4 separate regions of the Mus musculus genome follow, and regions 2, 3 and 4 are each linked to region 1. A link is a contact called in public HiChIP or PLAC-seq and promoter capture Hi-C data. All regions are on one chromosome and are shown on one strand. The core of a region is the stretch at or near the end of the contact, and the rest is flanking DNA. Distances in the headings are between cores, read along the strand shown. Region 1 holds the start of Commd3 (COMM domain containing 3). Region 2 overlaps Msrb2 (methionine sulfoxide reductase B2). Region 3 has its middle 16 kb from the start of 4930447M23Rik. Region 4 overlaps Armc3 (armadillo repeat containing 3).

The links. Promoter capture Hi-C pulls out the DNA fragments that hold promoters and counts their contacts. HiChIP or PLAC-seq counts read pairs in DNA pulled down with a chosen protein or histone mark.
Region 2: a contact with region 1 is called in an H3K4me3 HiChIP or PLAC-seq map of embryonic stem cells, with 7 read pairs. The contact joins the enhancer-like site here to the promoter of Commd3 in region 1. A contact is called at or near these places in 9 of 39 promoter capture datasets (the C10 cell line, cranial neural crest, embryonic stem cells and 6 more), 1 of 484 Hi-C or Micro-C datasets (uterus) and 12 of 115 datasets of contacts at active chromatin or transcription factors (bone marrow-derived macrophages, embryonic basal ganglia, embryonic forebrain and 6 more).
Region 3: a FOXA1 HiChIP or PLAC-seq map of pancreatic cancer cells shows a contact between it and region 1. The contact joins the enhancer-like site here to the promoter of Commd3 in region 1. A contact is called at or near these places in 12 of 39 promoter capture datasets (the 3T3-L1 cell line, the C10 cell line, the HPC-7 cell line and 9 more), 1 of 484 Hi-C or Micro-C datasets (cerebral cortex), 18 of 115 datasets of contacts at active chromatin or transcription factors (bone marrow-derived macrophages, craniofacial prominence, differentiating embryonic stem cells and 13 more) and 1 of 9 other capture datasets (embryonic stem cells).
Region 4: a promoter capture Hi-C map of neutrophils shows a contact between it and region 1, with 5 times the contacts expected there. The contact joins the enhancer-like site here to the promoter of Commd3 in region 1. A contact is called at or near these places in 12 of 39 promoter capture datasets (the C10 cell line, the HPC-7 cell line, cranial neural crest and 8 more), 3 of 484 Hi-C or Micro-C datasets (the G1E-ER4 cell line, bone marrow-derived macrophages and uterus), 19 of 115 datasets of contacts at active chromatin or transcription factors (CD8 T cells, DN3 thymocytes, T-cell acute lymphoblastic leukemia and 15 more) and 1 of 9 other capture datasets (adipose tissue).

What each region holds. Positions count from the first base shown.
Region 1 is chr2:18,667,161-18,675,067 of GRCm38.p6, reverse strand. Commd3 (COMM domain containing 3) reads right to left here and starts at 2,633. Exons shown (of 8, transcript NM_147778.4): 1 at 2,465-2,633; 2 at 1,062-1,173; 3 at 880-943; 4 at 753-787; 5 at 352-412; 6 at 203-259; 7 at 59-118. The coding sequence starts at 2,603. Gm33355 (a long non-coding RNA gene) reads left to right here and starts at 2,664. Exons shown (of 2, transcript XR_374026.2): 1 at 2,664-2,732; 2 at 6,289-6,494.
Region 2 is chr2:19,390,144-19,398,050 of GRCm38.p6, reverse strand. Msrb2 (methionine sulfoxide reductase B2) reads right to left here. Exons shown (of 5, transcript NM_029619.2): 4 at 4,696-4,843; 5 at 3,081-3,800. The coding sequence ends at 3,696. Among named protein-coding and RNA genes, the nearest start is that of Gm33940, 20 kb to the left of the region's middle. Within about 2 kb of position 4,925, at least 9 of the 459 cell types and tissues checked have an H3K27ac peak or open chromatin away from gene starts, as enhancers often do. A contact at or near this core is called in embryonic stem cells, where this site is marked.
Region 3 is chr2:19,324,659-19,332,565 of GRCm38.p6, reverse strand. No RefSeq gene overlaps it. Among named protein-coding and RNA genes, the nearest start is that of 4930447M23Rik, 16 kb to the left of the region's middle. Within about 2 kb of position 4,570, at least 27 of the 459 cell types and tissues checked have an H3K27ac peak or open chromatin away from gene starts, as enhancers often do. A contact at or near this core is called in pancreatic cancer cells, where this site is marked.
Region 4 is chr2:19,297,552-19,305,458 of GRCm38.p6, reverse strand. Armc3 (armadillo repeat containing 3) reads right to left here. Exons shown (of 20, transcript NM_001081083.2): 17 at 7,506-7,553; 18 at 4,790-4,987; 19 at 1,501-1,663. Among named protein-coding and RNA genes, the nearest start is that of 4930447M23Rik, 43 kb to the left of the region's middle. Within about 2 kb of position 4,873, at least 126 of the 459 cell types and tissues checked have an H3K27ac peak or open chromatin away from gene starts, as enhancers often do. A contact at or near this core is called in CD8 T cells, DN3 thymocytes, the G1E-ER4 cell line and 11 more, where this site is marked.

The DNA of each region.
Region 1 (7,907 bases), core at 1,384-3,883:
TCCATAACAGTTCTCAAATGCCCACTGAAAGAAACATTTAAAGGTCCTAATACTGTACCTGTAACTGTTCCATGTTGCAACTAAAATTAATCTCTGGGTAGGATTGGGAATCATTGTTCTATGGAAGAAAAAAATGTTTGTTTATATAAAGGAAATGAAAATTTTTATTACACATAATTTTTAGACAAGGATCTATACATACCTCTACATTTAAGGTCACCAAATATCCAGGTCGGTACATCTTATGAAGTTGGTTGGTCTAAAACAACACAAAACATCAGTCTTTAACTCTAACCTTTTTAAAAAAAAAGTTCCTCTAACTCCCTCTACAGAAAAGCTTGTTATCTTTACCTTTATCTGGTACTCCAAGCGCCAAGAAACATCAGTTATATGAGGGAGAGATCTGCCTATACTGAAAGACAATGATAATTTTGTAGTATCTACAGAAAAACTTTCAGGATTTTCTCAATGGTGTCTTTCTCTTCTTAACTCGTTTCATTCCACTCTGAACTTAAAGACTGTTGAACCTCATCTTCAAGTTCAAAAGAGTGAAAGCACACCTACTAAGATTATGTCAGGCTCTATCTTGAAAAAAACATTAGCTTAACTTCAATTATTCCACTTGCCCTTTGGCCCTTTATTTTGGGTCAGGATCCCAATTTTTTTGGCTCAGTTTTGTTTCCCATCAGCACACTCCATTCCTTACCCACAAGGGAAAAGCTCCGCAGCTTGACACCTAACACAGTACCTACCTTCCCAGTAGGGTTTCTAGAGAATTCTTATTGTTCTGGGGAAGGAGAAAGAAAACACAGTTTTGCAAACAGCAGGAAAAAAGGGGGTGGGTACTAATTGTTAATTTAAAAGTTTAAAGTAAGTAACCTGATACTCGGTGCAAAACAGTTCTATTCGCTCTCGGTCAAATTTACAGTCTTCTAAATAAGTGCTGAAGGGGGCAGGAGGGGGGGGAAATAAAGCAAGGTTTAGTCTCTATCTTTAAAAACTGAAATTACAATGACAAAGATACCACTTCAAAGTAAGCGGGCATTAGATAAAGTCTGTACCTTAGAGTAGACTTGTCAACTTGGTGCTTTCCTGCCTCCAGGATGCAAGTTGCAGCTGCTGCATGACAATGCTTTAAAACCACTGGGTCGATCTGTTTCAAGTATGGGTGATCTAAAATAAATTAATTGCTAATGATTACAAATCCTTTAGGCCCCTGTTCCTAAGAGGAATATTTGGTTTTGGTAAAACTTCCTCTTTAGAAAATATAACAAAAATTCAATTGTAAATGGATGAGATGAACAAGGTTAACTGCAAAACAATAAAGAGAATACATCAATAATCTGCTGTCACTCTCTTTTCAATTACCTTCTTTTATTTCGTCTTAGTATTTTTTTTTTAAATACCTCAAAGAAAGGGGGGGCAGTGGTTGCTGGATGGACTGAAAGCAAAGGAGAAACTGAAGGTAGTTTACACAGTAAATTTCAAAATGAACAACTTTCAAAAGACATTTTAGAGCAATTGACTCCATGAACATAAATACATCAAAGAAGCTTGATAGGAGGGCATACATTAGCATGCACAACAGAAATATCAAAATCCCATTAATATCTTCAAGTCCCCCCACCTCTCCTCGCTCTCTCTCTCTCTCTCACACACACACACACAGCTTCGAGATAAACCAGGTAGTGGTTAATTGGGGGGGGGGGGGGGCTTTAAGAACAGCTTCCACTTTCATACTTGTTGTCCAAGTATCTAGTATGAAACGGGGGGGGGGGGTGTGGAGACCCAAGGAGTTCTGGAATGTGTTGATAGATTTGAGGGAATTATCTAGAAGTGATTTGTCTTAAAGTACGCTCTTAATCCATTATGACAATTGCAGTCTGCGACCAGACATTTTAAATAGTCTCTCTTCCTGGTAGCCGCTGCAGAACAAAACATTAGGCGCCCTACTTGAGGGTTCTGGACGAATAACCTGGGCTTAACACTCTGAACGCCCGTGCTGGAGTGATCAGAGAATCCGGAGGTGTTCTGTAGGTTGGAAAATGTCAGTGCTGTCTGACCCAGCCATTGCTTCGGAAACTGCCTTTTCAACCCCCTCCAGCCCAGCTGGGGGAGGCTGAATCACAGGACCTCCCCAGTTGAAGTCCAAGTGTCAAAACAGCTGCAGCCTCCGAGGAGGCTGAAAACCCCCACACATTTAGGCCACAAACTAGACTTGAACACGGCTTTACAAAGGAACAAAGAAACAGTCTGGCAGGGAAACCAGGCCAGGAGCGTAGAGCTGGCCCCGTGTAGGTGCCCTGCGGGGGCACAGCGGCGCTCAGGGCCCGCTCGGGTCCCCACAGTCGGGCTGGGCGAAAACCGGGGACTTGCCCGGGCCGGAGCTGTGCCCAAGGCGCCGGGCTGGCGGCTCTGCCGGGCGCCCCTCCGCCCAGGCCGCGGCGGCGGGAGAGCCGCTTACCTAGCGCGGCCTCGTCCGCCCGGGCGTCCAGCAGGCTCTGGAAAGCCGCCCGGAGGAGAAGCGCGAAGGCGTTGGAGTCAAAGGAACCGGGATCCGCCAGCGTCTGGATGCCTCTTTGCACAGACTCCGAGAGCTCCATTGTGAGCGCGCCGTGACCTTCGACACGCACACCACGTGACTCGGGGCGCGCGCCCAGCTGATCGGGCGCGCGCACCCGCGGCGGGGCGGCTCGGGGAGGTTCGGCGACGGCTCGGGACGGTTCGGAGAGGTTCGGGCGACGCCTCGGGGAGGTTCGGGAGGGTTCGGGTGAAGCTCGGGCGGCGGCTGGGCCTCTCGTCTCAGCCGCCCTGCGGGCCTCGGGCGGGACGCGCCGGCCTCTCGCACGGTCTGGGAGGCGCTGGCCTCGGCCGCGGCGAGCGCGGACGCCCATTGGTCCCGCTTGGCGCTCACCTGGGACCGCACCAGCTCTGTCCCCACTGGGCCTGGTGCAGGGAGGCGCGGGAACCCCGCCGCCGCGAGTGTGGCCAGAAGCTGGGCTTCGGGACAACGGGAGACTGAGTGCGTGTGTTAACTCGCCAGCCTGACCCGCAGCGCTGCCCTTTTGTGAGGCTGAGGACATCTTAAATATACCAGTTTTACCTTGTCTTTGTCACTTCAGGAACATGGCAGTAGATTTCTGCGTGATGTGCAGGACACAGGCGGGTGTGTGCACGCCCGGTAGTTAACAATTGGGAGATTAATAAATTATTCATGAACATATTTGACAGGATTATTAAAAAATTTTATATGCTACTGCGAATAAATACCTTTCGAAAGCACTCTGTCATATAAATTCTGTGCTCCTAAACTCACTACGTCCGTGGCTTTAATTACTCAATAGAGTCTTCGTAAATAAATACGAGATACTCATCTAAAGTACGGTTAGGAATGGCAAGATCTTTAGTATAAATGAATTACTTCTTTAGCGACTCATAACTTCAAAGACAAATCCTGTATAAAGTTTAACTTTCTCCTTTTCTTTTTCTTTCTTTCTTTTCTTTTTTTTTTTTTTTAATACGAGGTTGGTTTAGGAGGACAAGAATAGTTCTTTGTTAAGAAAACCCCAAAGTAAGTAAGACACATTAGGCATTTTTTTTAATTAAAAGAATTTGAAAGCTTAAAAAAAAAATCCAGTTTTGAAAGAATGAAGAAAAGGGCCGTAGAGCAAGAATTGTCTTTTACTCTCCCAGAGCAACGACAGTTTCAACTTGAAACACTTTTGTTTTTCCTAATTTAGATGCTTATTTGTGGGGGAATGGTTGTTATTAATGAATAAAGTCAGCATGTCTGAGTGTCATGTTGCACGTTGTCACATTGGACAGTACCCCACTTCATAGTAACAGGCACAATTGGAATGCTTGAGCGTCTAACAAGTTGAATAGCGCTGCTCAGCCAAGCTTTCAAAAGCACGTGCAGTCCCCTCTCTAGGTGAGAACTCACCAGCCTGAAAGGCTTAGAAGTCTCCCAAGGGTTTTCATGGAACAAATACCTATTAATTATGCTCTCTTTCCCCCACCCCTACTTCTCTGCTTCTTTTTTAACCCTCCCCACCCCCCAAAGACAGTTGAAAAAATTCAAGATACTTGATTTGCCCAGGGAATATTTTACAGGAAAGAACAGTGTATATGTTAATATTAACAACACTGAAACATTCTCTTTGTTATATATTTTATGATCACTGAGTGTTACCACTCAGAATTTGAGTTGGTAGCTCTGATCATAGTTTACTATCAAGAAATGAAAAGATAAATGTGTGAGCATGGGCTTTGTAAAGCTGTTTAAAAAGAGAAGAGTGAACAAATGGTAGGGAGCTTGTGGGCATAAATCTAGGCAATTTGCAATGCTCAGTTCCCCTCATAGCCCCCACATCAAGCATGCCCATGTGTCAGTATTTACAGGGCACTTGTCTTTTCTGTCCAAATATATTCCTGTGATAGGCCTAAGTAATGGCTACATTTCCAGCTCTCCCCACAAAATTTAAACCATGGTGTTTTTCCATGCTAAAAATTAGATTTTCTTACAATAGGTAAATTTTCCTTTATTCCCTTTGGTGAATATTTCATTTAATGAACATATGTGCCTTTGACAAGCCCTTGCAAAATATAGAAACATGATTATTAAAAGACATGCTGTAGACTTCCTTGGCCACAGTCATAAAATCCACACATTTTATATTGTTAGAAAAACTGAATACATTCTGAAAGTGGGCAAGGAAGTACTTAGACCGTTTTGCTTCCATGGCTGAAACCAGTCTTGAAACTTCCATTCAACTTTACAGTTTTTTGCAGACTCAAAGCCAATAGACTGTATATGACCGCAAAGGACATTTTAAAAGAACAGCTTGAGGAGCTGAAAGTAACAATATTCAAGCATCTTCATGTGAATAATGTGCCTTGCCTTTATTGTTACAAATAGTGAAGTATCAGGTACTGATGAGTTCGTTTTACTTTTTAAGAACCTAGAAGTTATTTCAAGAACCTAAAAGTATCCCTTTAAACAATGTTTTAGAGTTTCTGAGAGCACTTCATCCTTTGAACAGGCTGTTTGTTTTAACACCTTAATGTTGGCTACTGTATTGTCATTACAATGACAACTGGCCAGGACTTTAATATGATCCCTGTGGTCAGCCTTCCCCAATGGCCTTATTGCTGTATTGTGTTAGATTTATGAATTAAAAAACCATTTTTAGGTGAACAAGTACTTTTTGCTTTCATGCAAAGCAAGCTGAGAGAAGTATTTCTTTAAAGAGTCCATTGGACATCTGTGGGCAGGAAATCAAAACAAATATGCACAAATACCTAGGAGCTATCTAGAAGTTTGAAGAGCATAGTAGAGGATCTGTTTGATTCTTCCCCATCAAACAACCTGTTCATCTCCTAGGGATAGAGAAGACAGCAACAAATAGCTAAAAACTACCCGTACAAAAGGATCCATTTTGCTTATTACTCCCAATATGATTTCTTTGATAATTATAATAAGCTCTTGGAAAATTTGCAAAAGAAAATAACATTTTTTAAAATCACCTTTACCACAACTGGACAGTTGGAAGGAATATTTAACCAAGTTCTACATGACCTTTGGAGAGTTTAGGTCAAAAGCATTTCAATAAAGTTTATAGGTCCTATCCATATGCATTTATTTTTATTAGGTGTCCAACTTGGTAAGGCACAGTTAAGACTAGGGATTTGAATGGTCAGGTTCGCACACTCAGGACGATAGAGTTCCAGTGATCTGGATGTTAAAAGGAGACAGTAAAGCTTTGTTTTTGTTTTTGTTTTTTTCTGAGTTAAATATAAAAGGAAGTCTCAACTTCTAAAATGTTCACTGCTACAATAATTCTTTAGATGTATATAACAATTTTCTCAGTGTAGTCTAGCTTAGTCTGTATGTGTGAATTTGAGAACCAAATGCAAATTCATTTCTGTGGAGTCAGGGTTGGGATGGGAGGGCAAGTGAGACCTGAGAGCCCACAGAGACCAGGACGTGAAAGCCGTCATAAAATATCCTCTGAAACCTCAGGAAAGTCATCTTTATGTTCTGCATAAGCACTTTGGGTTTTCTTCTTGAAATTTAATTTGAGATATTGAAATTAATACTCAGTGGATCCATTTTCATTTAAATAGATCTTTTGACATTTCATACCATTTTCTCCTTTTAAATGAATACATATAAAGTATAAAAACTTCATAATTGAACAAAGAGGAAAATTAAATAGTTTAGATCCAAGATTCAAAAAGGCCAAATTATCATGCTGCTGAGAAGTTGTTTTTCTTTTTCTTTTAAAGGAAACATCTCAAGACCTGTCCTGGAGGAAACATACTACTTTAGTTAAAACTTTGTAAATAGAGAATTCTATAGTTGAGATAGTGACAAGAAACCTTTGGCATGTCTGAAGTGAATTGTGAGCGCTACCATCACTGGTGTCTTGCCATGCTTGTGTTAGCTGCTAAAGTAAGAACAAGATGACTGAAATTAAAGGGACATGCATGAACATCAAGTTATGTTTGTTTGTTTGTTTGTTTCTCTGTATAACAGACCTGGCTGTCCTGGACTTACTTTGTAGACTAGGCTGGCCTCGAACTCACAGAGATCTGCCTGCCTCTGCTGAGATTTAAGGCACCTGGCCACCAGGAGCAACTGCAAGTTACTTATTTTCAATTTTCAAGTCTTCATAACTAAACAGTCTAGAAAATAAGCAACATCCTTTAGACAAATTCCTTGCATATTAGTAACTAATTTCCTTCCTTTAGGGCTGGCTTCAGGGTAACATCAAAATGAACGTGTCCAGGCATTTGCTTTGCAGCAAAGTAGTTAAGAGAGATGGGAATATCTAAGTCACATGTGCCAAAGTTATGAGAGAGGACTGAGGAAATGTTTTATGAGAAAGAAATGCGAATGAACAACTGTCATTTGTCAAAAGATGAAGACAGACTTCAATGTAAAGGTGAGGAAACTAGGAAGAAAAGAATACAGTGAGAAAAGAATGGGCTGGATCCTGGTTCTTGGAACTTGGGCACAAAGAGAAAACACTAATGTGTCTTCAAATTCATCAAGTGGCTTACATGACTGCAACTTATATTTTAAAAAACCTAGATTGTTAAAAGGAAGTTTACCCTTGAAACAACATTGTGTTTTTAATCTCCCTCACCAGTGAACAGCTGTGACGGCATGATGGTCAGGAGATGGTCGATCATCTAGCAAATTCTATTAAATAGATTAAATAGACAACTTAGACAATGAAGATAAGTCTTCAATAGATCTCTCTCTCTCTCTCTCTCTCTCTCTCTCTCTCTCTCTCTCCCCTCTGAATTATAAAGATCCCACCTTCATCCAATGGCATTGATTTGGTGTCAGTTTGAATGACCCATGGTTCAGCTGGAAGAGGGTAAAAATGCAGCTCAGACATGTGGAAACAAGTTCATGCTGACAGATGTATCACATTCCTCACGTGTACAGTCTGTCCGTTACATTGTTAGGATATTTTTAGGAAGAGAAAGAAATTAAAAGCAAGGGCGAAGGTGTAGCATCCTTATCCTTGATAAGAAAAGCCTTGTCCTTTACCAGGAGGAAAACAAAGAGGTTGCTTCTTTTCTTTTCCCCATGTTCAGTTCAAGATTTCCCTAGCTGTACTGGTTCCAGCAGGGCAACATGGTGACATCCCAGGTGGACCAGTTGGGTCATCAGTTGCCATGTTAAGAAGCCAGTTTCCAGATGTTCGACTTCTTAACAACAGTAGGGGACTATCTGAAACAAGTGTCCCTCTTTACTTCTAGATTTAGAACTGATTCTAACTATATTTTCTCTGGCCTCAGAAATTGGAATTTTGGTCAGATCCATGAGTTCTTTGAAACACACACACACACAGAGAGAGAGAGAGAGAGAGAGAGAGAGAGAGAGAGACTAT
Region 2 (7,907 bases), core at 3,676-6,175, 720 kb before region 1:
TGCCACACTGAGGTGTGACACCGGTGACTCGGGGGACACACTGAGAATGTGTGCCTGAGTCTGTATTGGCTGTGGCTACTTCCTTTATTGCTCCATCTACATACTGTGTGTCGGGAGGCCAATGGCCCCTACCACATATTTCTGCTGTCACCATGGATCAAATCCTCTGAAACCATGAGCCAAAATGTTTCCTTCCTGCTCTTAATTCATTTATGTCAGATATTTTGTCATAAGACAAAACCCAAACACAATTTATATTCTTATACTAAATTATATAAATCTTTTTTATTAAAACCATTATGTGGTTTTATTGTTTTTTTCTGAGATCACAGTCTTTGTTGTTATTATTATACTATGTTTTTCTAATTCATAGTGTCTTCCATAATCTGTCAATACCTGAATAAGCTGTGATGTTTCTTCAGTTAGGTAGCTAACTAATTAATTGATTGATTGATTGATTGATTAATTAATTAACCAGTTTTATTTTTCCAAGAGAGGGTTTTCCTGTATAGCTCTGGCTGCTTTGAAACTCGTGTAGACCAGGCTGGCCTTGAACTCCACCTGCCTCTGCCTCCCAGTGCTGTGATTAAAGGTGTGCGCCACCACACTGAGCTATTCAGTTAGGTCTTTTAAGTGCATTTTCAATGTATGAAGGGTTGAGTCACACAACCTGTAGTAAGTGAAGGAATGCCACAGTGCAGAATCAAAGTCCTACATTTGCACTTGAGATTAGCAGTTGAGGCCTTTCTAGATGACTATGCTTTTGCAGAACAGCACAAGACAAAACCATCTGCCACAGCACTGGGGCAACGGAGAGGAGCAAGTGGTGATGGAGAGGAGCTTGCTCTCTCACGCAGGATGGGTGATGAGAAGCGCTAGTCAGACTTTACCTAGTCAGACCTTAACCATGGCTGGGCTGGAGAGATGGCTGAGTGGGTAAAGGCACTTGCCATACTCTGACAACTTGAGTTTGATCCCCCGAACCTATGAAAATATGGAAGAAGAGAACTAACTACATAAAATCACATGGTGCATAAAGGGAAAAGACTAACACAAAACAACAACCGAGAAGCATACTCAACAGAAAAACAAGTTCGACCAAGATGAACCAGGCACTGGGCCTAACAGATGAGGATTTTGAGTTGGCTGTTCCAACTTCCTCAGTGAAATAACACAAAACAAATTCTTTCAATAATTTAGAATATCAGCAGCCTAGCCAGGGTAGGGGTGGGGGGTGTGGCTCAACAAAGAAAAAGATAAAAACCAGAAATGTAAGTTGAAACTATATATATATATATATAGTTTAGATTATATATATATAAAATCTAAAATAAAACTTACTTAGTATTCCCCAAATTAAATAGCTGCAGTGGAAGGAAGAATAAGATAGCTGAGGGCAGATTAATGCAACTTCCCCAAGGTGAAGAAAAAAGTTGATGGAAAAGGCTGAGAAGAGCTGGGCAGAAGAGGTGGGGAGTGGCAAGCTGCTAGGCAGCAGTCGCTCAGGCGTGTGCTGTGTCTAAAATACCAGAAAGAGCGGGAGCTGAGGAGAAATGTGTGAAGAAACACTACTAGTTCTAAGGTCGGACAAAAGATACAACTGCAGATCCAAAGCTGAAAACTAAAGGGGGAGTGGGCTCTGGAGCTTCAAATGTTCAAGCTACGCCCAATGGCTCTCTCGTCCTGCTGCCTTCCGCTCGGGAAGGAGAACTCTCCGCTCCCTCTCCAGCACCATGTCTCCCTGTGTGCCACCATGCTCCCCACCATGAGGAAAATAGACTAAAGCTCTGAAACTGTAAGCCAGCCCCAATTAAATGCTTTATTTTAGAACGACTGCTTTGGTGATGACGTCTCTTCACAGCAATAGGACATTGACTAAGACATATGATGAGTTAGGGCTAGCAAGATGGCTCGGTGGGGAAATCCACGTGCTGCCAAGGCCTGATGACCCAATTTTGATCCCCAGAACCACATGATAGATGGAAAGAACCAACGACATCAAGTTGTCTTCAGATCTCCACGTGCACCAATGCATGTGAGTGTCCACACCCTTACTGAATACTAAATAACTGTAATTTTAAAAAATTTATTGTTACTAAAATTCCTTTCCAGAGGGACACAGAAACAACATTTTGACACACTGAGGCATAATTCCACCGAAATTTGTTCTGGGGAAGCAGTGAGCGTATTGGGCTTCCTTACAGAGTACAAGTGAGAGGTTACAAACAGGGGTGTGTGTATTGCCCCCACAAAAGTTTCACCAGAAAGGTACTACCCAGCAGGAATCAAGGCTCACCTAGCACTGTGGATGGAGCACTGTCTCCCCTTCTGTGGCCTACAAACTCTAAGCCCTCTCCTGGGCCATGGCCATGTGCAGTTTGGATGTACAGCAGCAGGAAGGAGGGATGCTCCTGACCCGCCCCACTCCTCCGGGATGATCCAAGTGGCCACAACTGAATGCTCCAAGATGGTAGTTATTTGGCTCTGAGGTTAGTCTTTCACAACATGTATATATAATTAAGGCAATGATAACACAAAAATGATGGCATTAGTGTTCTGGGTTAGTATTCTTTTAGAATCCGTGATCTAAGTTATCATTCTTTTTAAATGAATATGAATACACTGTAGCTGTCTTCAGACACACCAGAAGAGGGCATCAGATCCCATTACAGATGGTTGTGAGCCACCATGTGGTTGCTGGGAATTGAATTCAGGACTTCTGGAAGAACATGCAGTACTCTTAACCGCTGAGCCATCTTTCCAGCCTAAATTAGCATTTTTTAGAAGCCAAAAGAAGCCATAATTCGCATTAGGTTAGATAATACATGAAATGTCAAATAATGTATAATAGAGCTGCAAGAAGAAAATGGGGTAACTAAGTTTTCAACAACACAAAAAGAACTATTTAAATACTTTTTACTAACAAATAATTCAAGATTCCCAATTTGTAAAACATCTGATCCAGTGTGTCCAACTGTGGATTTTTTTTTTAATTTTTATTTATTAATTTTTTGGTCATTTTGATTTACAGTCATGTTCCTAAAGAGCAAATTAACAGACTGAGACAAAAAAAGTAAATATTGATCTCAATATTTTATTTTAATATTTGAAGTTTAGTGCTGTAACAAAGAAAAGAAGGAGAGCATTGTCGTAGTCGCTAAAATTCACTCAATTCACATGGATCCCAGCTGTGTGTTGTAAGGCTGAGTCAGTGGAGTTTTGGATAAGAAGCCACAAGTTTCATCCATTATATCATCATGGGTATGTGTGTCCCATGCTCGGCTACTTTGTCCTCCTCTTCAACACTGGGATCTCTCATCTCTCATCTGTTCCAGCCCATCTCTTTTCTCTTCCCCCTGAGCCCTCATCTGTGTACATCCATGAAGAAATGAATGGAGATGGGCAACTCAGGTTCCCTTCAGAGGCTTTAGGGACCCTCGTCAGTCCACGAACCTGTGGAAATCCTGCCTAGGTCCCACCCTGTGGTCTCACCCGAAGCCTTGGCAGCCAATTGAAATCCCATGGCCCAAGCGGAAGTCAGGTTGAGTTGCTTTCAGGTGACTAAGAAGCTGTGATTCCCCTGTGGCCAGTAACAACCTTCACCTAAGCCTTCAGTACATAAAGCAAGGCATCCATCCGAGTTACAGAACCAAGGCTCCACAAGGAAGGGCAAAACACAGGCCTCCTGCAAACAGTCAGGGCTTGCTGGGTTTGAACTTCAGGGCCACACTGTTGATGCAAAACCTTTGGCCAGTGGGCTTGGGTCCATCAGGAAACACATGGCCAAGGTGAGCTTCACACTGCAAGGGAGAGACAACATCTTTGTCACTCTCCAGGAAAACAGCCCCACATGGCCCACCACACCCCAGAGCCTAGCATCTGGGAAGCATGACCATTTGCATTAGAATTTGGTTCAAAAATGGACAACCGGATATACAGAGAGCTGTGGTAGTGAGCAGTCCTACTTCTCCAGGGAGCATGTGGGCAAATGATTACACCGAGGCCTTGACTTGCTAATCTGTCAAATGGTGACAATAATAAGGAGCCATCATGAAGATGAATGAACACAAGGAGGGGAAGGATTCATATAAACTGGGGGAGCACCCAACAACCACTTTTCTTTCCTTCAGACAAAACTTGGCCCTTTCCATTTGCCAACCTCTGCCAGTTTATACAACACGCCAGGAAATGTGAGTGCCAATGACATAAAAATGAGTTTCCTTGAGCTGGGAAGATTGGTGAAACAGATAAAAAGCAGTTGAGCCACAGTTCTGACCATCTGAGTTAATCCCCACAGTGCTGACCATCTGAGTTAATCCCCAGAAGCCATGGTAGAGGAGAAAACCTCCCTATGTGTACAGTGGTGCCTGTGCATGTGTGCACACTCGTGTATAATAATAATGATAATGATAATAGTAATAATAATAATGACAACAATAACTACAACAACAATAAAATACAAAACCAAGTTTTGTCTGGATCTGAGCTCCCCTCCCTAGGTTCCCAGAAGAAGTAAGATGCTAATGTCTCTGCCTTTTGGTGTCATATGGTCAAGCAGGAACGGGATGGGAGAGAGGGATCACTAAGTAGAGTGAATTTTAATGGCAAGGTATATCATGGAAGAACAAGAGAGGCACCAAGAGAAAAACAGCTCCTTTCCTTTCAGAGAAAATGAAGAAAAGAAAAACACATCACCTGCTTGCAGACCACCTCCATGCGAGGACATCCTAAGGAAGTGTCCAGTCGTCTCAGGATCCCTGTGTGACTTTCATCTGAGCCTTTTGAGCCGTAAGCCTCAGAAAATGAAGGCCAGCCGGTGCCAGAACAGTACTTCTTCTCAGAACTGCAGGAGTCAGTACAGACCCACAGCGTTAGAATTGGAAGACAGTGCAGACCCACAGCCATTACACATGGGTGTTGGCAGAATAGCAGTTTCTTAGGTCCCATCCCTTTGTTCTGAGCAAGACTCAGCCCCCACTCCTTCTGCCAGATTCCAAGCTGGGCTTCATGAATAGTCAGTTCCAGGGAATAATTCCTTCTGTCCCTTTGTGTTCAAGACATTATCTGGCCATAGTGAAATGAAGTATTGTTCTTTAAATGCTAATGGCTTCTTTCTCTGGGTCTGACCTAAAAGAACTAGAAAGACTAAGGCTATGTGAACTCATTTGCATATGAGGACCACAGATCAAATCCTCAAACGCTAAAGGCAGAAAAGGAAGAGATGGAAAAGGAAAAACAACAGCTTTTGGAGTGTGGTCTACATGGCAGAGGCGCATCCGCATAAGATCTGGTGAAGCAGCAGTTGGTAGCAGTGGAGATTTCTATTATGGGAACTCAGGCTGTCCTGGAGAATGAGAACCCCACAAGCCACTTAGAGATGCGAAGGTAGAGAAACCGCTCAGTCTCCTGGGGACACAGCACCTGTCTTGCAGAGATCCTTTGAGGAGTCAGGAAGCCTCCATGAAGCCAGGTGAGGTGAGGCAGGTGCTCACGAGCACTCATTATGGGTTACTGTCATTAGTCAATTAGCTTAGCACTCTGATTAATTACTGGAAAAAGCCTGATGCTTAGGATGGTCTCCCAGGGACAAAGGATGCTAATGGCTGGAGTGGGCCAAGTAGCTGAGGAGAGGAGGCAAGAGGACTACTGGAGATCTGCTCTCAGAATGCCTCACCCTCAGGAGCAGGTTGCAGCTTAGTGGCAGAGCCTGGCACATGCAAGGTCCTGGGTTTGATTTCCAGCATCATCCCAAAAGAAAGACTTAATAATCTTAGAACTCACATAGGAAAGTGTCTGTAAACAACAATGGAAAAATAAAGAAACTTTCAAACAGCATAGAGATGATTCTCTCTACCTAAGAAAGAAATGATTTGAAATTAAATTCTGCCTTAAACTAAGCCGACAAGACATGAGTGGTAAACTCAGCTGAACACACAGGACTCTTCTGTGCCCCCAAACTATTAAGGGTCCCCAAATGCTTTAGTATGGGTTTTAAATACTAATATTTAGCAAGATTAGAAATATGACTTGGAACTTTAGAATATGTAACTATTATAGTACTTTTTTTTTGAGTCAGTTTCATTGTGTAACCCAAGATGGCCTTGAGCTCATAATCTTGCTGCCCGGCTTGTTCAAGCGCTAGGACTATAAACTCATATCACCACGCTTGACTTTTATGGGTTTTAAAAAGTAGTAAATTCTTGGTGAGTAGTGGTTGTACACACCATTAATCCCAACACTCAGGAGGCAGAAAGAGGAGTATCTCTTTGAGTTCCAGGCTACCCTGGCCTTCAAAGTAATTCCCAGGATAGCCAAGGCTACACAGAGAAACCTTGTCTCAAAAACAAACAAACAAACAAACAAACAAAACAAAAGTAATAAATTATTTTTATGTTAACAGACATTTTGTGACTGTTATATTTTCTTAATTGAACCAGGTTTTATAAGAATTGCATTATTTCATAGTTTTCTTTTTTTTAACTTTTTATTGGTTATTTTATTTATTTACATTTCAAATGTTATCCCCCTTCCTGGTTTCCCCTCCACAAACCCCCATCCCACCCCCACCCCCCGCTTCTGTGAGGATGCTCCCCCCACCCACCCACTCCTACCTAACTGCCCTAGCATTCCCCTATGCTGGGGCATCAAGACTTCACAGGACCAAGGGCTTCTCCTCCCACTGATGTCTGACTAGGCCATCCTCTGCTACATATGCAGCTGGAGCCATGGGTCCCTCCATGTGTACTCTTTGGCTGGTGGTTTAGTCCCTGGGAGCTCTGGGGGTTCTGGTTGGTTGATATTGTTGTTCCTCCTATGGGGTTGCAAAGCCCAAATATTTTAATTGTCTGTTTCAAAAATATTGACACAAACCCTGATCTATGTCTCCATTCACTCTGTCTCCAGACTGTTCTACCTAGACTGTAGAAGGAAGAGGGGGTTGGAGTAGGGAGGTAGGGGCTCTATCTACTTAGCAAGCAGAAGGTCTGGGCTTCAAGCTTTAGCACTTCCTTGTTCCCCTAGAAATATTCCAGGAAGCGTCAGGGCTTCCTTTTGAGAAATCTCTGCAGTGATAGCTTGGTCTCAATAGAAGCTAGACCCCATTACATCTGTACCCTTATGGTGTTCTTTGATCCTCTGATGCCAGCAGCTCGTGGCAGATGGGGCGGCAACAGAGGCACGATGGCCTCACAAGCTTGCTAGGCAGAATCCCTGGGGTGTTTTGGTACTCCGAATGTTTAGAATAATGCCTGATCAGGGTAGATGCTGTCAGTCATTTTATCTTTTGTTAACATTGCCAATAAAAGGCGTAAGTGGAATTTCAACAACCTTGAGTCCAGCTTGAGGCAGCTGAAGGTTTGAATTGGTTTCACCTGAGATTACTGTTGCAGCTTATCACTGGGATGCCTGCCTGGTATGCACGAGGCAGAGATCCCTAGCATTGGGGGTGGGGTGGGAGGCCAATTCACCTGACTACTTCAGTATTCTAAGCACCTCTTATCTTCTTCCCACCCACCCCCAGCATTATATGCACTACTAACCATTAAAGGAATTTTGATAGAGAATTATGAACACAATAAAGCTTTTTTTTTTTCCAAACCAACAAATGAATCTAAAGCTAATAAAAAGTCATTAAGGGCTTTATGGGAAACAATAAACCTTTACTGATGGAATTGGCAGAAACTTGGAGATTTTACTGAGTAATAGAAAGCCTAAGATACATTATCTAAGACCAACGGTGTACATATGGAAGCAAACTAGATACATATTTAGTTGAATAGCAGGTTACACGGCTCACTCCTTCCAAACTGAAGACACACTGCATCATACACTCTGAGCTTTGTTCTTTTTTTTGGGGGGGGGGGTTCTCCCATGTTTATTTCTCCCTCACTTCTGGAAATCCCACAACC
Region 3 (7,907 bases), core at 3,321-5,820, 660 kb before region 1:
ACATCTTGATTGGCAGGAAGCAAACAGGGGCAGGGGGCGGGGGAGCGGGAGAGAGAGAGACTGGCTTTGGGTTTCTGAAACCCTCAACACCCACCCCCAATGACACACTTCCTTCAACAAGGCCTGTCCAACAAAACCACACTTCCTAATCCCTGTCAAGTTGTGCCACTCCTTAATGACCAGTCATTCAACTGTCTGAGCCAACAGGGCCATTTGTATTCAAACTACCACACATTCTTTCTTCAATCAAACCAATCTCAATCACTTTTAGTTAATTCAAATTGTGAATGTATTTGTGCACTGATGAAGGAATTTCCTAAAGCTGGGCTGATGGACACCTGGGCTTTCCATGTCCTTTCAGGCTCACACTGCACAGGGTCCATGTGCCTTCCTCACAGTGGTGGCTCTACTGCTGGGGAGTTCAAGCCTACCAGCCCCTTCATCCTACACATGTCCCCTGAATCTCTGGGGCCTGGGTTGGGCAGAATTGGACATCGCTGTTCTGAGGAAGACAGAAAATTCATAATAGAAGAGAGGTTGGCTCAAGTACAGCCCCCAAAACACCACCAACCATCCAATGGACCAGGAAGGAACTTTTTCACTGCAAACCATCTCTATTATTATTTTAAGCTCTTTCAGAAGCAAAACAAAGAACAAAAACATATAAAACACCATACCCTTAAAGGAGAAGGGGAATGTTAATTCAGAAACGAAAGGACTTTAGTAATTAGTATGTATAAGTGAACACGGGCTTTCCTATTTTAATTCCTATTTTCAATTGCATTCATAGATTGACCTTGCTGAACAGATGTAGCTATTTGACTCAGGGAGGGAAGAATTTGTTTTGGTTAGGACTTTATTTGAAAGCAATATATTTTTAGTCATTAAATGAAGCTGTGGAGCGGTGATCAAGTGATTCTCTGGTGCAGTCTAGAAATTTTGATGTTTGTGTTGATGGAGTGCAAATCATACTAGCTCTAATTATAGCACTGTCACCTGAGTTTTACAGCAGAACTGCCAGCTCCAACAGGCTAGGTAGGCTCAGCCACCTGGTCCCAGTATGCCAATTAAAGAGACAAGTCGTGGAAAAAAGAGCCAATAAAAAGTCCCAGTGATGTCAATTCCATATTCAGGGCAGTTACATCAAGTTTAGGCTTAAATAGAGAGCTACTTTTCTGTTGCCATAACAAAACATCATGACCAAGGCAACTCATAGAAGAGAGTATTTATTTGGGGGCTCACAGTTCTATAGGGTTAGAGTCCAGGACCATCATGGTGGGGCCCATGCAGTAGGCAGGAAGTATGGCAGAGGAACAGTAGCTGAGAGCTTATATATGATTCACAAGTACAAAGGGGGGGGAGGGAGAGAGAGAGCAGGAGAGAGAGAGAGAGAGAGAGAGAGAGAGGAGAACTACCTGAAAGTGGTATGGGCTTAAAGCCCGCCCTCAGTAACATACCCCCTTTAACAAGGTCACACCTCCTAATTCTTCTCAAACAGTTCCACTGCCAACCAAGCCTTCAAATATAAGGCAATGGAGGCCATGCTCATTCAAACCACAACACAGAGGTGTACATAACTATGCAGTCATAGTCAAGGTATTGTCATTGATGCAACATTATCTCAGTTCATACTATAAAGTAGTCCATATACATGTGAACAAAATAAATGAGATAAAAATAGTTTAAAAAGTTAGACCTTTTTTTTACAAATGTATTCATTTGCTGATCTATACCCAATACCTTCTGTTCATCAAAGAGCACCACCTGGAGTGAGGTCTAGGGCATGTGTGACTGTTTTTGCTTAAAGGTGGTAGTCACGACATAAATAGGGATACAGGATCACAAGCCTGGATATGGAAAGTACCACTGACCATCTCATGTTAGAGGATACCAAGTTAGCAAAATGTTCCGCTAAGCTTTGTATTCTAAAAGGCTTACACAATCGAGCAACATAGATACACTAAACATACAAAGACACCAGAACAGTGAACACAGAGCTACTTAGAAGTCTTTTACATAGACATTAATTTAACTTCTACTTCTAAAAAAGGAGATAACTGCCCTCAAACAACAAGGGCAAGGTGCATAGGAAGTCATGAGTTAATCACATAGTAAACGTGATCCCCTGAATAAATGAGTAACTATCTTGTTGGGTGAAGGAAGGTTGCACAGATTGTGTGGTCTCACACGTTCTGCTCATGAGATGCTCCAACCATTAGTCTCCATCCATATCCATAAAAGCCCACCAGGCGGAGAACATGGTCATATTCCTCCCCTGTAGCCTCTCCCGCTCCTGGGGAATCCCCCAATTTTCTCTAAATAAATCAGTGTTCACTTTCCTCACTCTTTGCCCATGCTTCCATATTCTTCTTGGATATGAGACAAGGAATTGAGAATCCAATGGCTTCGGGGTGACTTTGGTTACTAGTGATTGCCTAAGATCCTAGCACGGAGAACTAAACTCAGTAAGAGCCAAGAAAAGGTCCACCCTCTCAAAGAACTTGCAGTGTGTGTTTTGTGTGTGTGTTGTGTGTGTGTGTGTGTGTGTGTGTGTGTGTAGTGTGTGTGTGTGGTGTGTGTGGTGTGTGTGTGGGGTGTGTGTGTGTGTGTGTGTGTGTGTGTGGTGTGTGTGTGTGTGTGTGTGTGTGTGTGTGGTGTGTGTGTGTGTGTGTGTGTGTGTGTGTGTGTGTGTGTTTGGGCTAGAGGCCAGCAAGCCTGAGAAATCCTCCCATTTCTATCTTCTCTCACCACTGTTATGATTATGAGGACTTGCATGGTTGTGCCCAGCTTTTATGTGTGTGCTGGGGATTTGAACTCAGGTCCCCATGCCTGTGCAGCAGGTACTATCACACTAGACAACTCCCCATCTGAAGTTTCTACTTTTGAAGCAAATTTTAAAATATTTATCTAGGTAAACACATGTTTACTGCATTGGCAAAAATAAAAAAAAATCTAGACTTCTAACAAATTTTCAGACAATGTACTCCAATAGAATAATTTTCTGATGTTCCTACGAGTTCATATATACAAAACCCAAGTGCTTATTTGGTTGAGATAAATAAATTTAGAACAGGTTTAAATAGAAGGTTTGCCTAAATGGCAAGTATATAATAAAAAGTAGAGATGTTTAAAATTTTTTATTAGCCATTTTGTGTTACAAATCCAGAATCAATATATATTATATGAAAGAGAATACTTGTTCATCATTTTATATGTGTTAAGCATATGTGCCTTTAACTATACAAATATTTTCACAATATTCGAATGTTTGGACACACATCTCTGTGCCTGTTTAGTCACAGATGGGAAGGGTTTGAAAGCCATAGAATCACCTTAAAGTAATAGCATGCATAAAGTGCCCATGTAACAAGCTTGACAGAAGCAGGAACTTAAATGAATCTGGACTTTGTCAGAACTCCTTTCCTTAGTACTCAAAGCCTGACAAAAGCAGCAGGAAGCAAACAAAACCTGCTCAGCTAAGTCAATGCCTTTTTGCAAACCCCACTGAGAGCAGAACAGTATTTTAGACAAAGGCTAGTTGCTTTTAGATCAGGCTAGCCTCAATCCTGCAGCAGTCCCCATGCAACTGTCTTCTGAATGCTGGGGTTGCAGGGATTCTTCACTATGACTGACCATAAGATTTGTTCAAGGCATTCAGACTTTCTTAGAACATTGGCCTACTTGTAGTTAAGTTCCTATTTTACATTGGAGCACCAAATTTTGTCCTTACTGCTTATGGTGGCACAAGGTTGTAACCCATCACTTGGCAAATTGAAGAAGAAAGGTCAGAAGTTTAAGGTTATCGTTGGCTACATAGTGAGTTGTAGGCTAGCCTAGGCTACATGAGACCCTGATTCAAAATAAAGATGATTTTTAAAAATTGCTTAGATACACATATTAAGTGTCTGCTTTTAATCCATGAACCAGGGAGGCAGAAGCAGGAAGATCTCTGTGAGTTCAAGGCAAGCCTACTTTACACAGAAAGTTCTAGAAGAGACCAGACTATGAGCATTGTGAAAGCCTATCTCTTTAAAAAATATATTACATTTTGAAACATCTTGAAACATATATTCAAAAACAGCAGCAAGGACAATGAGTAGATTTATCACTTGATCTGTTAAGTATACTTCATATATGAGATAACCATGTTTATAAAGGAGTTATAAAATGGTTGATAAAAGATTTCAACCTAAACAAGTTTAAATGAGCCAGATCCTGTTAAAAGCTCTACAAAACTAAACAGGAAACATGAATCATTTAATTACTATCTTTTAAAATTAAGCCCTTTGAAAACATAACTAAAGTAAACCAGCGTCCTAGGAAGTCTAGCTGCTTTGAATATAAAGCATTAAAGCCTTCATAGCTAGGGATTTGAGGATGGCTCAGTGGATAATGGATTGGCCTACAACTGTGAGGGGCAGAACTTGTATAATGTTGGACAAACCTGAGCCTGGCTCAATTTTCAAGACCTGTCGTTCTTCTCCACTTAAGAATGACTCAGCAGGACCTACCAACCTGAATGAGACAGCCTCTGCCTAACCACTGCTGATGTGTCAATTTCTTATAGGACCCGTGAGATCGCCCCCAGCCTTTGTCATCTCACTCCACCCCATGTGTCATCTCACCCCATACCCCTATCCTCACCTCCTTGTCCTGTCTATATAAACAAGTGCCTAGTTTAATAAAGTGAGTTCCTGCTTTAACAGACTCCTGGCCCAGGTGTGTTTGTTTTGGGCCTTGACACTCACCATTCCGCTCAGCCCCAGAGACTGGACCTGTGGACAGTATAAAACCTGGAATCTCAGCACTAGGAAAATGTAGAAAATTATTACAAGCCCCAGGCAGTCTGGCCTACATAGTGATCTTCATATTTGCATAACAGCTCAACAAAGCTGTTCCAAAGGGATTTTTATTTGGTTGGGTTTTTTTTTTGTTTGTTTTAACTTTTATGATTCTTATGTGAATTTCACATCATTCACACCAACCCTACTTTTACTGGCTGGTTTTCCTTTGTCAACTTGACACACGCTGGAGTTATCACAGAGAAAGGAGCCTCCCTTGAGGAAATGCCTCCATGAGATCCAGCTGCAAGGCATTTTCTCAATTAGTGATCAAAGTGAGAGCGCCCATTGTGGGTGGTGCCACCCCTGTGCTGGTAGTCCTGGGTTCTATAAGAAAGAAAGCTGAGCAAGCCAGTAAGTAACATCCCTTCATGGCCTTTGCATCAGCTCCTGCTTCCTGACCTGCTTGAGTTCCTATCCTGTTCTTTGGTGATGAACAGCAATGTGGAAGTTTAAGCTGAATAAACCCTTTCCGCCCCAACTTGCTTCTTGGTCATGATGTTTGTGCAGGAATAAAAACCCTGACTAAGACACTACTCATCTCCTGGAACCTCTGTGTCCACCCACCACCCTTGAACCCCCCCCAAAAGAAAATAAAAAACAAACAAAATATGTCATTGTAGAAGTGAGTGTGTCACCCTTTTGTCCACACATCTTTACTTGCAAATCTTCATTGCAGTGAGTCATTGGTCTGGTTTGAGGTCTCTGGCTTCTGCTATACTACCAATACTCGATTCTCACTGGGACTCCTCTCAGATAGCCTGTTGTTGCCCTGTGTCATGGAGATCCTATCCTGTAGCTTTGGGCCTCTGGGTGTCTTCCACTCTCCTGTCCCCACATTCAGTAAACTCTGGGTGTCTTCCCCACTTTATATGGCTTGGCAGGTGGATAAGCCTCTTCCCAGAGTTTTTAAGACAAAAGTATAGGTTCTGACAGCCTCATCAGGGTCAGCTCACCTGCCAATTCACCATTTAAAGACATGGTTACAGCAGGGAAAGGATATTTTTTTATTCTGTTTCATTAGAAAGAGGACAAATCTAGTCAAGATGTGGTTCACCCAAACATTGCTCATGGTCTTAACTCAAGTCTGTCAGGTTGTACTGAAGGTGTTCTGTCATCTAAGGTGGCTCAATAAGTCATTAATTATTAACCTGTTCATTGCTGAGAGGTTAGCCTCACCCTCCTAGATAATTCTCTTCATGGGAAGGTAGGTCTGTCCTGTAATTCAAAATGGAGAAATAATTAGAGTTAAAGTTAAGGTCAAAGACTTGTTGAGAGGACAGAGTTATCCAGAGTCAGGCTGACTCCATGACAGGCTGCAAACTGGCAGTTTGGGAGACTCGGCCTAAGTTTCTGTTTCCCAGAATTAGAAAAGTCCAAAACAAGGCAATTCCAGAATAAAACACCCTTCATGGGCAGCCACTCAGGAAGCTGCCCCTCCACTTAGCCTGAGCCAACCTCACGGGCAGCTAATTAGAAGCTCTTGAAGCTGCCCCACCACCTAGTTTGAGGCAGGCAAGTATAGTTAACCAGTCAAAGTCCCCTAACATACCCCAGCGCCTTAACCAATCACAAAGGCACCCAAACCCCTGGTGATAGAACCAACCAATCAAGGGAAAGAAAGGTAAAAGTCACCCACTGCTACCCTAACAGGCGTTAAATTGACCCTGCAAAATCCACACCTCTGTCTTCCATCCTGAAGTATGGTGGACCTCTGCCTGCAGGTTCTCTGCTGAATAAATACTCTTTGCTGTTGCATACTGTTTGAGTCTAGGGTATCATTCTTGCCAAATCACAGACCCTTACATTATTTGTTTCTGTGTCTTCAGTATAAAGTACAGACACAGATAGAAATAGAGACACCAAAACTTCTATCCTGTTTTTAGTTACCTTGTATAAGGAGCCAATCCCTCTGAACCTACCCTACCATCAAAATGAGGTTGCAAGTATCTGCCTGATTACGGCTTGATTATCTCTGTAGTTTCAGCCTTGGTACTGGATGGGGGGGGCAGCGTATGAGGTAGGTTTGACAGATGCTCTGTGAGTGACCACCATGGTAAATGCTAACTGTCAACTTGACAGAATCCACAATCATCAGGAAAAGACCTCTGGGCATGCCTTGATTGAGATAATTGATGAAGGAAGACTTATCTTAATTGTGGGCAAGTCATTCCCTGGACAGAGGATCCCTAACTGTGTAAATGGAGAAAGAGAGAAGGGTGATAGGCAACATGTTCGTCATTCTCTGCTTTCCCTACGGATTCTATGGGACCGAGTGCTTCAAGCTTTTGCCAGCTTGGCTTAAGTGCCATGATGGACAAGATCTTAAACAATGGGTTAGACTGGCACCACTTTCTCCCTTGAAATGCTTTGTCAGAGTATGTTATCCCCCCAAGACAAGAGAAACTTTGATAGTGCCTTTGCAGAGTCAAGCAGGAGTCTGATCCAAAAGAGAAAAGACAGATGCAGAAGGAAAGAACTCCCAGGCTCTTATCTGTATTTAGTTGGCCAAGAAGAGGAGTCTACAAGTTTCATAAAAGCAGTTCTCAAGTAGCTTTTCAAATAAGACACACCTCTGTGCATCCTCTCGGAAGATCTTAGGTTTGAGGTTCGAGGGGGTGACACTCAGCTGTACTGTCTTTTGGGGTAAGAGATTGATCAGGAGATTTATTAATGCCTCAGACTGCAGAATGGAGTCTAAGGAGACCCTTAGAGGAGACCATATCCATATGGCAGAATGGAGGTCACTTACAGAGTTCTAAAAAAAAAATGTCGGAGGCTCTATGTCACATCTATAGTGTGTGCTTGCAGTCAGCTGACTCTGAATCAGCAGAGGGTGGGGAGGGTGAGAATCTAGAAATACAGATGACTTTAGTTCATACCAGATTACTGTAGCTTCAGAAATGGCCAAAGCTCAACCAAAATGGGGGCACTTTTACAAAACAGAGTTGGCCAGGCTAATGGGACATGAGGAGGAATGTGGGTAGGCCTTACTGACCCCCCCCCCCCCAGATCCATATCATGAAGCCGTTCCTGCCACCTTTAATTATGTTCATAACTATCCAT
Region 4 (7,907 bases), core at 3,624-6,123, 630 kb before region 1:
GAAAGTTGTTTTTTTTTCTACCTAGTGAAATTTTTTTCTCTGTGTGTGTGTATGTTTGTGTTTCTCTCTCTCCTCTCTCTCCTTCTCCCTCTCACCCCCCTCTTTCTGTGTGTGTGTGTGCATGTGTATTTCTCTCTGTGTGTTTCTTTCTCTGTATGTGTTTGTGTGTTTGTCTCTCTGCGTGTTTGTGTGTTTACTTTTCTGGTGTTTATATATTTATCTCTCTGTGTGTATTTGTGTGTTTATATCTATGTGTGTTTATCTCCATGTGTGTGTTTATATGTTTATCTGTGTGTTTGTATGTTTATCTGTGTGTATGTTTGTATGCTTATCTCTCTGTGTGTTTGTCTGTTTATCTCCCTGTGTGTGTTTGTGTGTTTATCTCTGTGTGTGTTTATCTCCCTGTATGTGTTTGTATGTTTATCTCTCTGTGTGTTTATCTGTTGTATGTTTATCTCCCTATGTGTGTTTGTATGTTTATCTCACTGTGTGTTTGTGTGTTTATCTGTGTGTGTGTGTGTTTACCTCCCTGTGTGTGTCTGTATGTTTATTTCTCAGCGTGTTTATCTCCCTGTGTGTGTGTGTTTATCTGTGTGTATGTGTGTGTGTGTGTGTGTGTTTATCTCCCTGTGTGTGTTTGTGTGTGTTTGCATGTGCACATTCACCTTCTCTCTGTGGATCCTGAGGAAGAATCTTAGGTCATCTGCTTTGGTTAGGAAGTGTCCTTACCTGCTGAGCCACCTTCCTGGCTCGGAGACTTGTTTTTTTCTGTTTTCTTTTGGTTTTTTAGATTTATTTTATTTATATGAGTACACTGTAGCTGTCTTCAGACACACCAGAAGAGGGCATCAGATTCCAATACAGGTTGTTGTGAGCCACAATATGGTTGCTGCGTGTTGAACTCAGGACCTTTGGAAGAGCAGTCCGTGCTCTTAAGCGCTGAGCCATCTCTCCAGCACCGAGACTTGTTTTTAAACGGCAGAGTCTTGCTGTGCAGCCTATGGTGGCCTCAAACTAGAAAATCTTCCCACCTCAGCCTCCCAGGAACCAGGATTGCCGGTGTGTGAGCTCCAGCACACCTGACAGCTGATAGAACCTATGTAGCCTCCAACAGATTGGCCGTGTGTCACTTCTCTCTCTGAGCCCTTCTCTGGCACCACCTCAGAGACTTAGGCACCTCTTAACAGCAGACTGTATCACAGTCCTATCTCTAACCTCCGAACCCTGCAGGAATCCCAAAAGGACAGAGGTAGATGATAAATTTGAATGACAGTACTTCTAGTAATCTGATGAAATGTATGTGCAGGTGCACGTGTGTGTGTGTGTGTGTGTGTGTGTGTGTGTGTGCCTCTGTGTGTGTATAGTCACATGTATTTCAAATTAAATAAGCATAAATGCAAAGATTAATATCCTGTTAAATGTTAGCAACTGATTCATCCTGATAAGATAAAGACAACACTTTTAACCTAATGAGACAAGAGACAGAAATATCTTAAATACCTTGAAAAGCAACGCTCGATGATAAAAGATTCCCTTCTTGATGTATCCAATTGGTACGACATTGGATTTCAGTTGAAATTTCAACTCACTTATATGAAGTTCCCAGCTGAAATCAGCTAGCTTCTCTTTTGGAATCTTACCGCCCATTTTATCTGCCACATACCTGTGCTCATTACATTGAGATGAAAAACAGTTTTAATCACTTACTTTAGATGATTATATATATAATTGCACATGTAAAAACTACACTTCCTCTGGTTTTTTATTTGTTTTACTTAAAAAAAAATAAGTATACCTGCAGGAAAAAAATCAGCATGCTTATTGTACTGAGACAATCACAGACACATATACACACTGGAATCCTGGTGATTTGATTCAACACAATAAAGAAAATGAATGCTAAGATACCAGTGGACATAACATAGGCCAAATGAATATAAATGTAGTTTTAAATTTTTTTTTTTTAAAGATTTATTTATTTATTTATTATATGTAAGTACACTGTAGCTGTCTTCAGATGCACCAGAAGAGGGCATCAGATCTCTGTTACAGGTGGTTGTGAGCCACCATGTGGTTGCTGGGATTTGAACTTCGGACCTTTGGAAGAGTAGTCGGGTGCTCTTACCCCCTGAGCCATCTCACCAGCCCATAGTTTTAAATTTTTATCTTAGTCTTGAACAGTGGGGGGAGTATTTTAGTCTGAAAGTTGAGGCATTTACTAACTGGTGAGCTTTCTTCTTTCTATTCTTGTGAGAGAAGGTCTCAGCACGTGGCCAAGGCTGGCCTAGCCCTTGTGAGGCTTCTCCAGCCTGACCAGTGTACAGTGCACTGGAGTAGCCCACTGTAAATTTCATGACTTTTTTTCTTTTAGAATTTATCTTTTGGATTAAGAATGATATGGCATTATATAACACTGACATCAAAGGAGAGTAGAAGAGGAGGAGGAAGAAAAATGTACTTCAAGGGTAGCAGGTGTGTGGGAGAGAGAAATTGTGATACTTTGTTTTGTATCCCCACCCCCAAAATACTATCTCCTATGATAATGTCAACAAACATCTCTAAAATTTCTGTATAACTAAGAACATATGGTGGGGAGAAAAATTGAAAAGTTAAAGGAAAGATTGGTCTTTGGCTATACTGTGAAGAATAATGCCTTAAAAACCCTAAATGGGGGGTTTTGGGGGGGGGTGCTCAGATGTAGGGAGAACAGGGAGAGAGAAGGAAGATGGTGGGAGTGGGAGGGACGGGCAATCTCTCTCACCTGCCAGAGAGACCTAGGATAGGAAGAGGCCCCACAGGGTCTATGGAAGTGACTTTAGCTGAGATTCCTATCAGTGGGGGATATGGATCCTGAAGTGATCACTTCCTGTAGCCAGGCAGGACTCTCAGTGGAGAGATTAGGACAGCTACTCACCCACAAAACCTTTGACTCAAAATGTGTCCTGCCTACAAGATGTGCAGGGACAAAGATAGAGCAGAGACTGAGGGAATGGTCAACCAATGACTGCCCCAAATTGAAACCCATTCCATGGGCAGGAATCAATCCTTGACACTACTAAGGATATTCTGTTATGCTGGCCAACAGGAACCTAGCATATCTGTCCTCTGAGAGGCTCCACCCAGCAGTCAATGGAAAGAGATGCAGAGACACCCGAACCTTAGACGGAGCTTGGAAGATCTTACTAAGAGCTGGGAGAAGAATTAAGGGACCCAAGAAGACAGGGACTCCATAGAAAGACCAACAGAGTCAACTAACCTGGACCTTTGGGGACTCCCAGAGACTTTATCACCAACCAAAGGGCGAGTCTGGGCTGGACCTAGGTTCCCTGCACTTGTGTAGCAGATGAGCAGCTTGGTCTTCATTCGAGTCCCCTAACTAGAGCAGGGGCTGTCCCTGAACCTGTTGCTGGCCTACCCGCCTGCCTGTGGATACCTGGCCCCTAAAAGCACCTTCTTGCCTGGCCTCAGTGGGAGAGGATGCACCTAGTCCTACTCCCGCCCAACTTGATGTGGGGGGTGGGATGTGACACCCAGAGGGGGCTCCCACTTCTCAAAAGTGAAGTGGAATGGGGTAGGATTGTGTGAGAGAGTACTGGGAGGAGAGGAAGGGCTGTTATTGGGTTGTAAAGTGAATAAATAAAAATTTAAAAACACACAAGAAGAAAACAAAACAGTGCAACTAAACCAAAACAAAGGACGATGAGGAAGGGAGGTGGAGGCGAGCAGTCACCCCACCTGTAGTGACAGCCCATCCCGCAGCTGGACAGACCTCTGCCATTGTCTTGCTCCTTATTATTGTTTAAATGTAAGCTGATTCAGAAGTGATGTGTGGAGCCTCCGCTAGAACACAGTGTTGAGAAGTACTGCACAAGTGTTTACAAGACTCTCCAGTCAGAGCCATCAAGCCTCAAGGACACAGGAAATCCTTCTAGAGCCAACCGCACTGAATCTCCCCCAGTCCTGTCTGACAGAAGTCGGGGATCTGTCAGCTGAGAGGCTTACAGTTGTCACTTCCGGGTTTGAGGACAGCTACTCGACTCCCACCTGCAGTTGACTGAGCCCCCACTGTGGCTGGTGCTAAAGCCAGCAGTTCACCTGCTGGGTTGTGCCAATCATGGAGCCCGTCCCCATTTTCAGTCCTGCTCCCTTAGAGACCTGCTCAGGGCCTCAGCCTCTGTTTATGGAAGGAGCCCAGTGAAGAAGAGCAACTTCTGAGGCTTACACAGGGCTTGTTCTGTCCAGCAGCAAGCTCTCAGAGTGCCCACAGCCCACTCCCGAGAAATAGCAAATGAACCAGCGGACACCCATTAGAAAAGGAAATGTGTATTAAAACAAAACAAAACACAAACAAACAGCAGGGGGGTTAGAGAGAACTCACAATAGGATGCCTTTAAATGCTGAGTACCTCATACACTTAAGGAACAATTTGGTTTTTAAACATAGATTCATTCACTCACTACCTCTCTAAGATCATACCAAAGATGTGTCTTAACAGCTTAGCTAAAAAAAAAAAAAAAAAAAAAAAAAAAGCAAAAGCAAAAACCAGGTGTTTGTCTCTAAGCGATTTCAACTCTGACTCACACAAAAAAGAAGAGCACCCGTGTGTGAGTCATTGTGCTTCTGCGGGAAGGCAGAGCACGGGCGCTGTAAACCATTGCAGCTTCTTTTGTTGGTTTTATTTTAAAGTAACTTTAAAGAAAAGCAAACCACTGTAAGTTTTTTTTTTTAAAAATCTGAAATTAAAATAGATATACAGAGAGAGAAGGAGAGGGAGAGGGGAGAGACTCACTTGGCAAGGACCTCAATCTGCTCCTTAAGGTTGACAATGGGCAGTATCGACTTGGTCACCTCCAGCACATACACACAGAACTCAGGGTCAGGAGGAGGGTTCCACTCTTTCTCAGGGCTGCCTTCCGTGAACTTGGGCAGTGCCAGGATCTCTTCTTCCTCTTTCACTTTCTCTTCTTCTTTTTTCCCTTTCCCTTTCCTTTGAAAGTAAGCAATAATAAAACCCCATATCCTGTCGAAATGTCCAAATACTAACTATGCTCTGAGTCAATCTGAGAAGCCTCAGGGAAATAAGGAAAGGGTAATCGGGGAGGGAAATTAGTTAAAACAAAATACAATGTGTGTATGTATGTATGTATGTATATATGCAAATGCTATGACAAAGCTCATTATTTTGCATCTATATTAAAAGTTAATTTAAATTAAAAATATAGAGACAATTCAAATGTCCTTTGATAAGAGATGGGTATATAGTGTTAAGACCATACAATAAAATACTGGTTAAGAGTAAAAAGGGATAGGCTACCAATGCACAGAACAATTTGGAAGCATCTCAAAGGCATTATGCTGGCTGGAAAACATCAGTATCAGATGTAACACACGAATGATCCCATCAAAGTCATTCTTGGCTGGACCTGGTAGTCCATGCTTTTAATGCCAGCACTCAGGAGGCAAAGATAGGCAGATTACTGTGGATTCAAGGTCAGCCTGGTCTACAAGTGAGTTCGAGGCTAACTAGGGCTACATAGTAAGACCTTGGAAAGGCAAAAATAACAGAAAAACCACCACCAGGTCTCGTTCTTTTTTCCAGAGAAAAGAATGAGTTGCAGTATCAGGGCAGGACTCTGGGTTGGCTGAGCTTTTTTCTATTCTGACTGTGGTGTCAATGGCTGCACAAATTCCCTCTTTAAAATTCTGTAGCATTTTAAACAGAAAGACATTTTGTGGCATGTTAATTTAAAACTTTGTTGCTTGTATCGTTTTCTTTTTCTTTTTTCTTTTTTCTTTTATTTTTTTTTAAATTTTCCTCTGTGTAGCCCAGGCCATCCTGGAACTCACTATTCACTCCAAGCAAGCCATGAACTCAGAAATCTGCCTGCCCCTGCCCCTGCCTCTGCCTCCTAAATGCTGGGATTAAAGGTGTGCACCACCACTGCCCGGCTAATTAAAGACTTCAATTGCTCTGGGCACTCTGCTTACATCTGCGTGAGTAGTTATTCACGTTTACACCAATTATCCCTAGCATGGGAGGTGGAAAAGCTTGCTCTTCATACACTTCCATTGGCTAACACTAGGCACTAGCTGCTGAATTCCTTGAATCCATTTTCTGTTGGGTACCCTTCCTGCAAATAGCTTGTCCTAAACCTTTGACCCACCTCCAGCCCCGTATGTTATAATTACTTTCAGTATCTCCTGCTAATAGATAATGTCTTCTCTGTCCCTGGTACTCCTTGGGATTACTTTACCAGCCTTTTTTCAGGGGATGGCACTAGCTGAAAGGATGGAAGGACTGACAGAAGAGCAAGTGACTGCCTTAGGTAGTGCTGACCCAACAGAACTTTGGCTGGGGAGGAAAGGGTTTCAGCTTACATCTCTCAGGTGACACTACATCACAGAGGGAAGAAGTCAGGGCTGGAACTTCAGGCAGGAACTGAAATGTAAGCCATGTAGGTATGAGGCCTACTGGCTTACTCCTCATGGCTCTCTCATACACCCCAGGACTCCAGGGATGGTACTACTTACTGTGGGCAGAGTCCTTCAACATCAATCACTAATAAAAAAACATATTCTTCAGACTTGCTTACAGGCTCATCTGCTTGAGATCATTTTCTCAGTTAAGGTTCTGCCTTCCCTGAAGACTCAAGCTGGCAGAAAACCAACTAACATATCCTCTGAGAGGGAGGGGAAGTTCTCTCTAGATTGTCACTACAGCCCCTTTGCAAGGAATTAAAAAAAAAAAAACTTAAAGGATGCAAGAGTCTCTGGCGATGCTCAGCCTTCCCACTTCACAGCTGACCCATACTCTAATGGCCCCTCCAATGGTATTTTCAGCTTTAGAAATGTTTTCTCTTAATAATTGTCAAGGGGCAACTGCAGTAAATGAGACTCTTATGGCATACTCGTGTGGGGTAACATCAAGAGGTTTGTTGAAATATGCTTGGGTGGTGTTGGAACAAGAGTATTTCAGAGTTAATAAAAAGACCGAGTCTCAGGGGTCCAGGTAGGTCAGAACAGGACAGTGTGGGCTATGTAGTGTTCCTCAGCTCAGCCACAGACCTGCGCAGTGTCCTACGTGCTTCTGTCGCTCCTTCCCTCTTTCTGACTGACCTCGGTTCTACACTTCAAGATTTCTAGATGACTCTGTCACCTAGTCACTAGTGGCATGTAAATAAGAACATGAGTTTTAAGGTGTGGGGACTGTCACTTTAGGTGAACTTGCCACACCCTTCCTTGTATGTACAGATGCAGCTCCTTTGTCCTGTGTTCAGGAGACTAGACTCTCACAATGTTACCATTAAGCAGTAGATCTTCTGAAACAATTCATTGCCTAATGGACAGGAACTTAATTTGTTCCAGATTCAAATAAGCCAAGAATATGGGGCTAGCCTGGGACCAGGCAGGAGCAGCACCTACTTTAAGCAATTCTCAAATTTTGGGCTTATGTTTCAATGAAGCAAACTGGGGGTGGGAATTATTTATCTTTACCCATTACTTACCACAGAAGGTAAGAGGAACAAATCAACTGAAGTCTACTTTTCTTTTTACTATTTTGAAAAAAAAATCAAAGATTCCTTCAATTGCTATTAGTAAGTACAAACCATTTTTAGTCCCCACCACCACCCTCAACTTTTTTCACACAGGTAGTCCAGGCTGGCCTCCAACTCTCTATGACGCCTAGGGTAAGTATGAACGTCTGATCCCCCTGCTTTCACCTCCTGAGTGCCGGGATTGCAAGTGTGAACTACCAGGCTGTCCTACTGCGGATTAAAGCCAGGTATGTGTGCAGACGAGGCAAGTACTTTGTCAATAGAGCCATCTCCCCAGAGCCAAATAGGATTTTAGAATAGATAAAACCACAGAAGCACAAAGCACACCACAATTGTTCCAACCATAAGAGC